Linked DNA regions of Gossypium hirsutum: regions 1 and 3 are each linked to region 2. A link is a contact called in public Hi-C data. All regions are on one chromosome and are shown on one strand. Each heading gives the region's core, a stretch centred on a gene start, on an enhancer-like site or on the middle of the called end of the contact. The rest is flanking DNA. Distances are from core to core; before and after follow the strand shown.

The links. Hi-C and Micro-C count contacts between places; a contact is called where the count stands out from the background.
Region 1: a Hi-C map of leaf shows a contact between it and region 2, with 2.9 times the contacts expected there. The contact joins the promoter of LOC107962986 here to the promoter of LOC107962287 in region 2. A contact is called at or near these places in 11 of 34 Hi-C or Micro-C datasets (anther, callus, fibers and 3 more).
Region 3: a Hi-C map of leaf shows a contact between it and region 2, with 3 times the contacts expected there. The contact joins the promoter of LOC107962985 here to the promoter of LOC107962287 in region 2. A contact is called at or near these places in 2 of 34 Hi-C or Micro-C datasets (both in leaf).

The regions. Positions count from the first base shown.
Region 1 is chrA06:90,649,290-90,654,209 of Gossypium_hirsutum_v2.1, forward strand. It overlaps LOC107962986 (wings apart-like protein 1), which reads right to left and starts at 1,899. Exons shown (of 14, transcript XM_016899592.2): 1 at 1,146-1,899; 2 at 11-110. The coding sequence starts at 1,675.
Region 2 is chrA06:91,201,828-91,206,058 of Gossypium_hirsutum_v2.1, forward strand. LOC107962287 (caffeoylshikimate esterase) reads left to right here and starts at 2,749. Exons shown (of 1, transcript XM_016898604.2): 1 at 2,749-4,099. The coding sequence starts at 3,059. The coding sequence ends at 4,009. LOC107962286 (helicase-like transcription factor CHR28) reads right to left here. Exons shown (of 12, transcript XM_041115684.1): 12 at 4,159-4,231.
Region 3 is chrA06:90,497,971-90,502,224 of Gossypium_hirsutum_v2.1, forward strand. It overlaps LOC107962985 (splicing factor 3B subunit 2), which reads right to left and starts at 2,561. Exons shown (of 18, transcript XM_016899590.2): 1 at 2,181-2,561; 2 at 1,746-1,865; 3 at 1,529-1,657; 4 at 1,362-1,424; 5 at 945-1,052; 6 at 342-419; 7 at 72-164. The coding sequence starts at 2,453.

The sequences.
Region 1 (4,920 bases), core at 649-3,148, 550 kb before region 2:
AAAAACGTACATCATTGGTAAACACGTAAAAAAGGGCCACAGCAGCAAGGTTGCTTGGGATGTCATCAAAGTTGAGCCCCATTATAGCATCAATTATTGTTTTTTCCATCCTGAAAAGAACATGTTTGCAAAGCCAGTGTAAGGACAACAAAGAGCGTCACAGTAATTCTTCCTTCCAGAAGACAATAGGATATTCATGCGTATGTTTGGTCTAAAAGGAAAACCACTCCATCTTTATCTTCACATTCTTTTAGAGTGAAACAAGCACTGAACCAGTAAATGAAGATTGAATAAGCTGAAAAAAATCAATTGACAATCCCTAAAAAGAGACAATAGACGATTAACAAATTACACGGCTGCAGGAAATGGCACCTATACTTTTTATACCATACATAATGTCTTACCAAGTTGTTTTCATGAGTCAAGTTACTCCAACTCAGCTAACAGTTACTCAAGAATCAAATAAAATTAAGGATGTTATGGTCTTTAATTTATTTTTACCTATTTTAAAAAAACTATCCACTCCTAGAAAATCTACCTATTTAGCTTTCTACTTTTCAAAACAGACAAAGAAAAAACTGACGAAGTAATTGAACCACATTCTAGTAAGGAAAAAAAATATAACAGAATGTAACAGTCCTTAATACTACTGGAAACACAAACTAACCACCAAAGGAATTCTTTAAATTAATAACAAAATCAAATTCTATCCATAAACTATCAAAAACATCAATAACTTACGCAATCCCCAAAAGGGAATGCAAGACCGCCAACCCTTTACAATTTCTAATAAACTACGTTTTCATCCAAGACCCAAATCTTTGATACATTTATCTTTCCTTTAACTCTATCGGAAAGCCAAATATAGTTGAATAGTCTATAGACTCCCAGAAGGGAATTCAAAATTTCAAATATGCTTAACGTCCCTAAAATTACTAATCCATATTATCCCCCATGTCTAAAACAAAAGGCCAAAAAGAAGCAAAATGCACCTTAATCCGTTTGAATCAACAAAGTTATTTCATAACCAAATTTAAATTAAAATTTCAAAATTCCACCCTAAATTAACACTACCCAGATGCCAATATCAACAGATTTCAACGAAAGAACCTAAAAACCAAAAACCATCAAGAATTTCAACATACCCATGAGTTCTCAACAGTCTCCTCTGTTGGGCAGTGGCGCAAATCGAAAGCAGAGACAAAAGACTCGCTCTTCTGATCCTCACTGGCTGGCCTTTCTTTAACCCATCAAGCGCGAAATTAACCTCGTCAACGTGCTCCATCATTTCCCCGAATTCTTGAGCCTCCATCAGACTCGAAGTCGGCGAAATCCACGGCATAGAAGAATACCCTACCTCGTTCTTGCTCTGGTTTTGCTTCTGTTTCTTGGATCTTCTAACATCACCGTTTCTTGGATCTTCGAATTCGAAACATCTTTGGGTTGGTTTAACGGGCGCTTTTATTTGGTTCTTGTAGTCGTCGTCGATGAATTCTTGAGAGGACGGCCATAAGGAAGAGGATTCCTGGGTGGTAGTGAAAGGGAAATCGTAGATGTCCTGAGACGGCAACGTTTCTTGGGACAAGGGAGGGGAGTCGGAGACGTCGTCGTCTAGGGAGTCGGAGAATGTCCTGGTTAAACCACGGTTACGGCGACCGTAGGTTCGGACGATCATTGTTCGGAGTCTAGATTTCTTTAAGGTGGCGGCGTTTAACCTGGATATGGCATTGAGAAGAAAGATAAGGGTATTTTGGGCAAAAAAGAAAACAAAAATCGAGATTTTGAAATGAAACGAAGCTCTCCCTTTCTCTTTCTGTCTCTCTCTCTTTCTTGGACGGTGGAGCTGAGAGAAAAAGAAAAGAAAGGTTTTAGGACAAATTAGAAGAGAGAAATCTGGGTCCGGTTGGGATTTTGATTTGGGTCCGGTTTGGTCCTGAAATGAGAGGAAATTACCTAGGGCCGACGCTAATAGGAGTGGATGGGCCGTGACACCAAATATATTGAATTTTTCTTTAATATTTATATTAAATATAAAAATAATTTATCCATTTCAAAAATTAATTTAATGAAGTATAAATTAGAAAAATAAACCCTTGAGGGTCAAACAACCTCCCAATAAAAACCAATAAATATAGCAATTAAAAAAATTACATCCAATTGAGCTTTCAATTATAAAAAGATATTCTTTTATTAACAAAAATTATTAGTAATTGATTTGATTATAATGAAAAATTGACATGTAGTAAAGTATATTAAAAGTGACATGTCATGTAAAATATAAAATATAAAATCTTAATAAATAATACTAAAAAAGTTCACATTTAAAGAACAATTTAGTATATTTTTAAGTTTTAGTTTTCTGTAATTTTGATTTTGATTTCTTTTACAACTTCTAAGTTTTTTTTTCTTGAATATTGTAAAAAAGTTTAATTATTTCTTAGGTTCCTTCGAAAAGTTACTTTTCAGAATATGTGACATATACGAGTGTTGAGTTAATAGTAGGCTAAATTAGGTAATTATGTCGTTTTTTAAATTAAGGTTATAAGTTATTTTTTTAAAAATTTAGGGAAATAAGTTATTTTTTAAAAGAGAAACAGAAAGCGTGCTCAGATGGACACGTTTTCCCTCAACGGTCATTTGAATGTTGGTCGTGCAACGGTAAAAAAGGACAATGGTCATTTTTGTTTACCTATAAATACCCCCAAATTTGTTTATTTTTCATTCACATAATATTCTCTCAATTCTTTCTAATCTCCTAACTTTCTCAATTTTCTCAAGTTCTTGTTCTAAATTTTTCGATATTCTCTTTTAAAAATATTAATTTTAATTATTCTGTATTTTATTTGTTCGAATTAAATTTTCACTAATAACAACCTCTCTAATTCGTTTCGACCATAATCACATTTCTGTCGCTCAAGCAGTAATGATAACACAAAAATTTAATTTTCGTTATTTTCAATTAAGTTAAATTTAATTTTTTTATAAATAAAAATAATTTTTTGTTGTTATAAATAAGCAGATGACTATGTTTTGGAGGCGTTCATACATAATTTGTCAAAGCCTCCAATTACTAAAATTCATGGTTACTTGCAATAGGCGGGATTCTTGCATACATCTCATATGTTCGAGGGCTGCAAACTTGACCATAGACTCACAGCGCGTTGGTGGAAAGATGGAGGCCTGAGACACATACTTTCTATCTTCCATGTGGCGAGTGTACAATCACACTAGAGGACGTGGCGTTACAACTCGATCTACCGATGGATGGACCGATCGTTACGGTAACAACAATTATCCCCGATAAAAAAGGATCTTTGTGCAGCATTATTAAGGAAGGTCACGGACAAGTTTGATAGTGGTCGAATATTGATGAAATGGTTGGCAAAAAATTTTGATAAGCTTCTTATAGATGCGATTAAGGTCGTCAAAGAACAATACACCCAATCATTCATTCTTCAATTAATCAACGGCATTTTAATTCCCGATAAATCTCAAATTTTGGTACACATAAGGTGGCTACTACACCTAGTAGACTTCAAAGAATGCAAAAAATTGAGTTGGGATCACCCGTGTTGGCTACGTTATACCAGGAGTTGTATTGGGCCATAGAATCGGGTAAGATGTCAATCAGTAGTTGCCTGCTTCTGCTACAATTTGGGTATCGACAACAAATTCTACCAGCACCGCGAGACTTAAAGAAGTTGTACAAGGTGAACATGTGGGGGAAGAACGACGAGAATTGGCGAGAGATGCACAAGGACTACATCTAGGCTTGGGATCGTATGATTGATTTCTTACCCATCTGCAAACCATTTTTCTTGGTGGCCACGGCGGCTTGTTTGGAGTACTTGTTGTCGTCCAGAGTTGCCTATAAGTCATATCTACTATCAATGGAGGTGAAGAGTAGGCAACTTCACTAGAAGAGGCAACGACAACCACCCTAGTAGCAACGTAAGGCCAAATGCGGTCGCACGGCGGGTTCATCATCGATTCCGCTCGAAGAAGCACTGTCTATATCTACGCAATATCCCGGTCAGTTCATTCTACTTATTCTTGTTCATTTCATTAACCCCATGTTCTTTTCACAAGCATCGCACTATACACAACCACTGCATGTTCTCGATTTTTCTCTTCCCACAAGTACATATTTTAGGGCACCGCCGATGTCTCTTACATTCTACACCCTGATGTCGACGTCAATGCCAGTGTATCCGGGTTTTGTGGCGCCTTACAGTTACACATCGATAATAACACAAACACCACCAGCATCATTTTTTTATTGGGGTGGGTCATCAGCGCAACAATTTGTTGGTAGAGTGAATGATACATGATTGGAGGCGAAGACGACACCTTACTTGAGCATGAAAGAATGATATGGAGATGAAGGTAAAAATGAAGACGAATACGAAGATGACCACGATGACGATGACGATAATAAAGATAGAGATGAGCAAGAGGGTGGGGGTGAAGGCGATGATGATAAGGACAATACAGTAAGGAAGTTTATAGGCCCGCATCTCTGGTTGTACATAGAAATCCTCCTTGCGAGTGTCGTCTACTGACCTATGGCACACATTCTATCCCCACGACATGATTGATGTAATTTTTTATTACTACTGCGAAGTAAATATATATGACATAAATAAAGAAACCATAAATTTTCATTCCAACAATATATTTGTCTTTGTTACATTTTATAATGAGTTATGCATAAGTTAATAAGAAATAATAAATTTTGAACACCAAGATAATGAAACTATTGTAATAAATATATTCTCTAAAAGAAAATAATTCTATCGACGTTTAGGTACCAAAGTTTCCCTCAACATAGAACATGTTGCCTTCGTATGCCTCGGGTTTCTATAGTACCCATATAATATTTGATTATCATCCTCCTCTCAAATATCCATATTTTTCTGT
Region 2 (4,231 bases), core at 1,499-3,998:
TCGACTCCGGTGACGGTCTCGAGTTCGGGGTGTTACAAAAGGCATGTGAAGACAAGCATTCAAAAAGAAAATCTAAAGCAATAAACATAAAAGAAACAAACTTTAACAAGTGTAAAATAAAATAAACTAAAATACATTAAACTAAATCTGAAAATGTCTTACAACCTAGGTACAGGGACTAAAAGTACAAATAACCCTAATTTACAGTGATAACTAACTTAACTAGCACTAAGAACAACTAAAGCAAAGAAAGGTTAAATCTACAATCAAGGAAATGAACATAAGAAACCCTAGAAGAAGAGAAAGAAATGCTAAGAGAAAACCTAGAAAAAACTAAATCTAAACTAAGCTAATATGGCATTTTTCCTCTCTCAGCCAAATTTTAGCTGATATAGCAACTATTCTGACCTAATCCAAAAAAAACCCTTAAATGAGCTTTCAATGATTACTGCTTCGGGTGGACAAAGACTACCCTTCTTATCCATTTTTCTTCTGTCACAATATTGGTATCGCGATACCAAAGAAGAAGATATCACGATACCTTAGAAAATTTTGAACTTGGGGTGCTTCTTGGCAGGTGGATATCGTAATACCACTAAAAGGTGGTCTCCAATCCTAGGTTTGTTGGAGGTATTGTGATTCCAAGGTTTGGATATCGCAATACGCTCTCCTTTGGTCTCGTTCTTGCTCAATTTCAATCTCCAACATGTCCCTACATAAGTTAACCATAAGTTGAGGCCCCCAATGGCACTACTGGCCAATTTGGGGTCTTAAAATGAGTAAAAACAAGACATATACACTTTTTAACTTAAAACCTAAAAACTACGAAAAACTTCAAAAAGGACACTACTTTGCTTGAGAATAAGCTCCATAAATGTATCGGGAAAGTCTAATTTGTCATATCAAATTATGACATATCAAGGGCAATAAAAGATCTAACAATAAGATTTAAGAGATATGTACAAGGGAAAATAAAAGAACAAAGAATTTAAGGTTTTTCTCTTGACTTTGATGCTTGGATATGTCTCTATTGAGTCTTAAAGTATTCTTGATGAGTGTTTATACCAAAGTATAAGTTTGTAGACATTTATCGCCATTGGAGGTAATTTGAAACCGTTGCAAGCATGAATTTTGGAATGAAAAAAAATATTTCTACTACTAAAGTCTTGATATTTATCAAGGAGGTATCAGTACTTAGATAAAAAGTAACCATTGAGAGGCTAAGTCTCGAGACTTGCAAACCCAAGTCTTAAGGCTTGCCTAGTAAGTCTCAATATCATGCCCTTTTAGAAAATGTTGTTAGCTATGACTTGTAAAAACCCAAATATTGATACTTAGCTACCAAAATGCCTTTGAGAACATTTTATGTAGCTTTTAAATACTTTGGTATTGACTAAAGAACATTTGGAACATTATGAAACACATATAGAATATGTTTTTGAGTTTTTGCAAGTGCTGAAAATACATTTAAAATGTTTGATAAAATTTTCAACCATATTTTCATGACTTAGGAAATATATATAATTTATCTTAACAATTAATGTATTTTTTTAAGAAACATAGCTCAAGAACTAGCTAATATGATTGAAAAGGAATAAATGGTTGAAATATTGAATCAAAAATCCATTCGATTGGATTTTAATTTTTTTATTTAACCTCATTTTGAAAATCTCAAAAACATTAACTAATGATAATTAAGAAATATTTATAAAAATAAAAATATAAAAAAATATTAAGACATAAGAAATATATATTAACAAAAATATTAATAAAGAAAATAAACCAAAGTACAAGAAAGCCCAGAAGATTATATGAGAAATTGAAAACAGAACCGAATTTTTTTGTTAAAAAAATCCAAAATATTAAATAAAATTAAATTAAAAAAAACCCCTCCTATTTTACATTCTTTTCGGTTTTGTTCCAAGTTTATAATTTTAAAAATTCTTACTTTTATTTCTCAGTATTAAGTTAGTTTTTTTTTATGGATTCGAATAAATAATATTTAATTCAGATATAATTATCAAACTGTATGTATCAATTGTTTAACATTATTTTACTTTTATAAATAAGATATTTAGATATCATCTTCACTTTTTCAATTTTCTATAAATGCTTTTTTTTTAACTATTTTTTAAAAGAATATTAAACTTGGATATTTAGTGAATTCAGATATTTGGTGGGCAATGCTATCCAAATAGAATTCAAACTTGGATTGTAATAATAGATTTAATGCGAATAAAATATAAAATTATCTTGAGGTGGGGATTAAGATATTACTAAAATTGTACATACCCTCAACCCTAAAATTACTTTTAAGAAAAAATATATATAAATGTTCACGAATCAGGAAATTCGTCATGTCTCATTAGCCTGCTCACTTATGTTGAGTTTAGGTTTTTTTTTTTTTCTCTTTTTCAATTTCAAGTGAATCTGCTTGATTGATGGTTTATAATAAAAAAGGTAAAAAAATAGTTTTATATTAATATTTATATAATTTTTAATTAAATATAAATAAAAATATTTTATTTTTATATAGTAAAATTAATTATATGAGTGGTTGAATTAATTTTCCCTATTTTTATATTTAATAATTTATTTAATTAAAGAACTGGTGATTTAAAACCTTTAATCACAAATTCACAATCATAAAGCTCAAAATGTTCACTTTTTGTCTTTCTGTTTGTCACATAATAATTTTTAGTTAATTATCTTTTTCTAAGTTGAACTAGCAGGAATATCACCCTGAGAAAAAGAAAAAAATGTATTTTAAGTACTATTTGTAACAACAAAGAATTTAAGTAAAAACACATAGTTTAGCACCAATTTTTAAGTCAAGCATTTAATATCACAAAGATGAGAAAAAAAATGTATAATTACACAAATCTACGATGAAGCCGAAGGTGCAAAGAGGAAGAAAGTCTATGTCTTGGTAGCCCAACTCAACCACTAGTCCAACCCAAGAGTAAAGAAACCTCTTTAAAGGACCAGCCACAAAACTATTTACCAATCAAAAGCAGACGCCCAAAACGATCTGATCTACTCAATCTTTTCTCCAAGGATGGTGGAACAAGAAGAAAACCTTCATTACTGGGGCGACATCTCAGAGGAAGAGTATTACAGGCTGCAAGGAATCAAAGGGTCAAAATCGTTCTACACTTCAACAAGAGGCCTCTCTCTCTTCACAAGATCATGGCTTCCACTCTCTGGCCCTCCACGTGGCATCATCTTTGGGATCCATGGGTATGGCAATGATATAAGTTGGACTTTCCAGTCCACATCAATCTTTCTTGCTCAGAAAGGGTTTGCCTGCTTTGCCCTTGACATGGAAGGCCATGGGAGGTCTCAAGGCCTTAGAGGCTATGTCCCACATGTTGATTTGGTTGTCCAAGACTGTCTCTCCTTCTTCAATCTCATCAAGCAAGATCCTAACTTTGGTGCTTTACCTTGTTTCCTTTATGGAGAATCAATGGGTGGTGCCCTTTGTTTGTTGGTTCATTTTGCTGATCCAAATGGGTTCCAAGGAGCTGTTTTGGTGGCACCCATGTGCAAAATCTCAGACAAGGTTAGACCCAGATGGCCAATTCCTCAAGCCCTCACTTTTATCTCCAATTTCTTGCCCACTTTAGCCATTGTACCAACCGAAGATCTTCTGCACAAATCAATCAAAGTAGAAGAAAAGAAGATTGTTGGGAACAAGAACCCAGTCAGATACAGAGGGAAACCCAGATTGGGGACAGTTGTTGAACTCTTGAGAGTGACTCAGCTTTTGAGTGAAAAACTGCGTGATGTAAGTATCCCATTCCTAGTAGTCCATGGGAGTGCAGATGTTGTCACGGATCCGGAAGTGAGTCGGACTTTGTACAAGGAAGCATCCAGTCAAGACAAGACCTTGAAGATCTATGAAGGGATGTGGCATTCCTTGTTGTTTGGTGAACCTGATGAAAACATTGAGATTGTTCGTACTGATATATTGTCTTGGTTGAGTGATAGATGTAACACAAAGATCTAAACTGGTTTAATTTATGCTGTTTCATTGGAACAACATTATGTTAATGAGGATTTGTAATTCAATTTCAATAAACTTATATATTTGGACCTATGAATTGGGATGTGCTATCATCATATTCGGGTATTCTGAAAAAAGAAAGTAACAATTAGTACAGGGATAAAGCATAAGGTTCTAATTCGCAATAATCAAGGTTTGACGTTAATGAATGAATACACTGCAGGG
Region 3 (4,254 bases), core at 1,311-3,810, 700 kb before region 2:
ACAGCTTAAAATGGATTGAAACAAAATTCAAACCTCCAAAAATAAAAGAAAGAATCAATGAAGCAAGAAACCTGATAGTCAATATCCATTTTCCCCATCTTTGGCTGCATTCGCTCACGTTGCTTTTGCTTCAACTTCTTACTGTCCTCTTTTTCAATGTAAGCCTAAACGAGAAAAAGAGAAGTAAAAAAGACAAGTTGAGAACAAGAGTGAATCATTCAGTTAAAGAAAAAAGGTCATTATCCATTCAAAACTATTTATTACTTTATAGCAATAGATAGATTTTCCTGACATTAACTCCTAGACGTTACACAATTGCTATTATAATGAATTAAATTTACCTGTCTAATTTTTTCAATTCCTGTTGCAGCAATGAAGTCAGGAAGCTGAAAAGGTTGCTTCTCAATACCGCGCTTCCCCTACAGAGAGGATCCACAAGGCGATGAGTTACAGAAGTTAACAAACCCAAATAATAACAATTATTAACAATAACAGCTAGGAAGCTTCTGTATCCAACTCAAATCACTTAAAATAAATAAATCTTAGATGGATCTAGCCCGAGCATTTAGCACAAATGGAAAGGCATCTGAAAATCCAAAACAGATTAATTAGCACCTTAACAATGAACAAATACCCCCCACCATCTAGCATGCAAGTTATGCTACTACCAGAGACCTTATTAAATATCTATATCCCAACCAAAAAAGCAGTCATAATATAAGAGAAATCAATCAAGAGTCCTTTCTGCAAAACACCTATAAGTCCAGGCTCCAGGGTTGTCTCAGCTGTTCCCCTGCAAGAAGCACATATATGCATATAAGAGAAGCCTTATCGACTTGATCTTCCCTCACCGTCTTCCTATATCACTCACTAAAGATTATGCCTATGAACCATGAACACATATTTGACCCATATTAATCGTCATGGATGCAAGAATTACTAACCTGCAAATATTTCCTTTTCTGAGACCAGTGCCTTGGCACAGGAACAGTGTTTCGATATGCCTTCAAAAACACCAGCAACTTGGGATCAGCAGCAGTTGCATCCCAAACCTGACAAAATAATCATATCTATTATGAGCTATTGAGTTATAAAAACAGAAGTGAACATTATTCTCCATTTGAGTCGCAATATTCCAACAGTATTTCATGAAAAAATTCATAACAAAAGATTAGAAAAATAAGATCCCTTAATAGCCATGGGAAAAAAACTTCATTTCAAAAAATAAAAATAAAAAATTCATAGCAAATGTGCTCTGATTCAACATTGGAATATAAATTTGTTTTAACACTGGTTTAAAAACAAACAAGAGAGGAACAAGAAAAGAAGCAAACATCAAATAAACAGTAAGAGAAACATACTTCTACAACATCAGGCCTTGAGCAAATCTGTTTTAACTCAGCAATTTTCATCCGCCTTTGCAGCTGTCAACAATATCAAAACAAGTATTTTCAGTTTCAGTCTCATCAAAATGAACTACATATAATAACACAAATAATCTCAGAAAATATAAGGAGAAACCAAAAACCTTCTTCTTCTTATTTGATAAGCCACCTTTCTCTTTCTGTTGATTATCCTGCTCCTCCTCTCCTGAATCAGAATCAGCCCCCTTCTTTGCATCAGCATCTTGGGGAGACTCGTCCTTCTTGTCAGTCTCCTGTACAAATAGAATTACAAGTTTCTTTAGAGAACTAACAAGGAAATTCGAAAATTAATTGATCATATAAAACTGAATTTCATTTCACCTCAGAACCAGCAGCTTCCCAGAAGCTGAATTTTTCAAAAACCTTCCTAAATTCCTCATCAATGCCATCATCTAACTCAGCTTTTTCAGGAACGTACTCTACCTGAACTTCTTCCATTACCTACAGTGTCAAACAAAAGAAAATGCTTAGTTTACTTATAAACAAATGCAACTTACATTATGTAAGATTAGAGTGAAATATGCTGAATTTAAGAAAACAACAATAACAAAATAGCCATAAGAAAATTTTCAAACTACAGTTAAACCCAAAATAAAAACTCAATTCTATTCCATCTAAAGAAAATCGAAAATTCTTAAGTCACTATAGAACTTGTATTATGCACAAAGACATGCAAAAACCAGACGAAACAATCGATTCACTAAAAACATAGAAACCTCAAAACAAAAAAGAAGGGAAGGAAAAATAGCTGGATACCTGCTGCTGATAGGAATTCTTCTTTTCATCTTCGGCAGCGTCGCTGTCACCGGCTTCGGAAACGGGACCGTCTGCGGCGTCATTTTCTTGGTGGGAGGTATTCTTACTCTTATTCTTCTTCTGCTTGCGCCTTCTACGACGTCGTTCGCTCTCGCGGGACTTCTTGGAGGCGGCGGAAGGGTTGGAGATGGGGTTAGGGTTAGAGTTAGACTTATTCAGATCTCCGTTGTAAACGACGGAGCCGTTCTGGTTGGGGAGTATCTCAGCGGTCATCTCTCTTTGTTTAATCCGAGGAATGGATTGGCAAGGGTTTTGATTTCGAGAGCGAGTGGGAAATGGGGAAGATGAAAGGGAGGCCTAAATATAGCGAGGGATACCCACGTGTGGATATAATCGCACGTGACAAAAGCTGGGCCTTTATATAGTTATGGTCGGACTTGAGAGAAGTTGGGCTTTGAAGTTGTCTATTTTATTCCGCCTAATTTTTAATGGACCTTTGTATTTACCGAAATATAAGTTCCAGATTTTCCTAGGCCCGGTTGGGCCGCTATTTAAAAAGAAAGAAATCAAACTCTTCAACAAACACTCCAATAATTTATATTTTATGAGTAATAGAGTTCAACTTTTTTATCACTTTATATCAACGGGAAATAGGAATTAAATTATAAATTTTTAATAAGTTAAAATATAATTTTATTATTTATTAATTTTTAATTTCATCATTTTTAAATGGATTGAACAAATTTTTTTTTAGACTAAAATGTAATTTTAACTATATATTAACTTAAATTTTCATTGTTCATAAAGGTACCATATTACATTATTTTCATTTTTGGGGACCAAATTCACTCTGCCTATTCCTTAAATCTGCCCTTAATTATAGATAGGTTTAAATGTAAACCATTGACATAATTTACTTTGTACTTTTGATGTAAGATGAGCTCCACTATAAATAAAAGCATTCTTTGAATCATTCATAACTTGAATTATCAATGCAATTGAAAAAATTTATTCAAAACTCTTGAATATTAACGCCACGAGGCTAGCTCAACTAAAGTCCAAGTTCATAACACAAGCACATTTCATTATCTATTAATTTTAATTTTTTATCTATAATATATATAAAGTAGAGTTTGGGAAACCTTATTTTTTTTCTCCAAATCATTTGTTTCTTTTTGTTTTTGCCTAGCGGCAGTGTTAGCCTCCGAGCTAGTTATCGCCCACCTTTTTCTCTTGCCCATCAACCCTCTTTTTCTTTCTCCTTTACATTCACTCCATGCGTCTTCTCTCTTTTCAGCTTGCAGTTCTATTTTGTGGGTATCTTTGTTGTCTTTACAAGTTGTGATGGATAGATAACAGTGCTTATAATAGTTGAAACACTATCGACCACCGACAATTTCTTTTAGAAAATGAGTAGCTCTTCGTTGACTTCTTAATCTGTTTCTATTTTGAGAATTTCAGAATGATAAATGATTTCATGAGTCGGTTTGGACTCGTGTTATCTTAAGTTTTTGTTTTTTTGTTTGTTTTTCCATTATTTAATAAGTTTTCACTTTTAGAAGTTTTTATCTATTCTTATAGAATGCTTTTTAGTCTTGCTTATGCATGTAGTCTTATTTTTGCGAGTAATTTTAGGGTTGGTTTTGTCACCGTCCCCTCTAGTTTGGTGGATGTTCAATTCTTTTGTTGATTTATGCCCGCCGCTTTGGACCATCTAAGGTTGATTTCCTTATTGTATTAAGTGTTTGCAATCACTCGTGATATGTTGTACTTGAGTTGTGATAGAACCGATTGTCAACGTGCCATAATGTTCTATTGATGTTGAAGCTGAAGTTTTTGTTGTGTTGATAGAGCTTGTCCTTTAGCACGTACAATAGGTGTTTGTTATTTTTTCCCTTGAATTGTATGGTCTTATTAATTGAATAAATTAATGAATTTCTCTTCAAAAAATTACAAATTTGGAAAAAATTTTGAATAGACAAAAATACCATTTATTTTATACTATATTAGAGAATTGACATTTAAAAATAATATTTGCATAAAATCATAATAATGAAATAAACTAAATTGACAT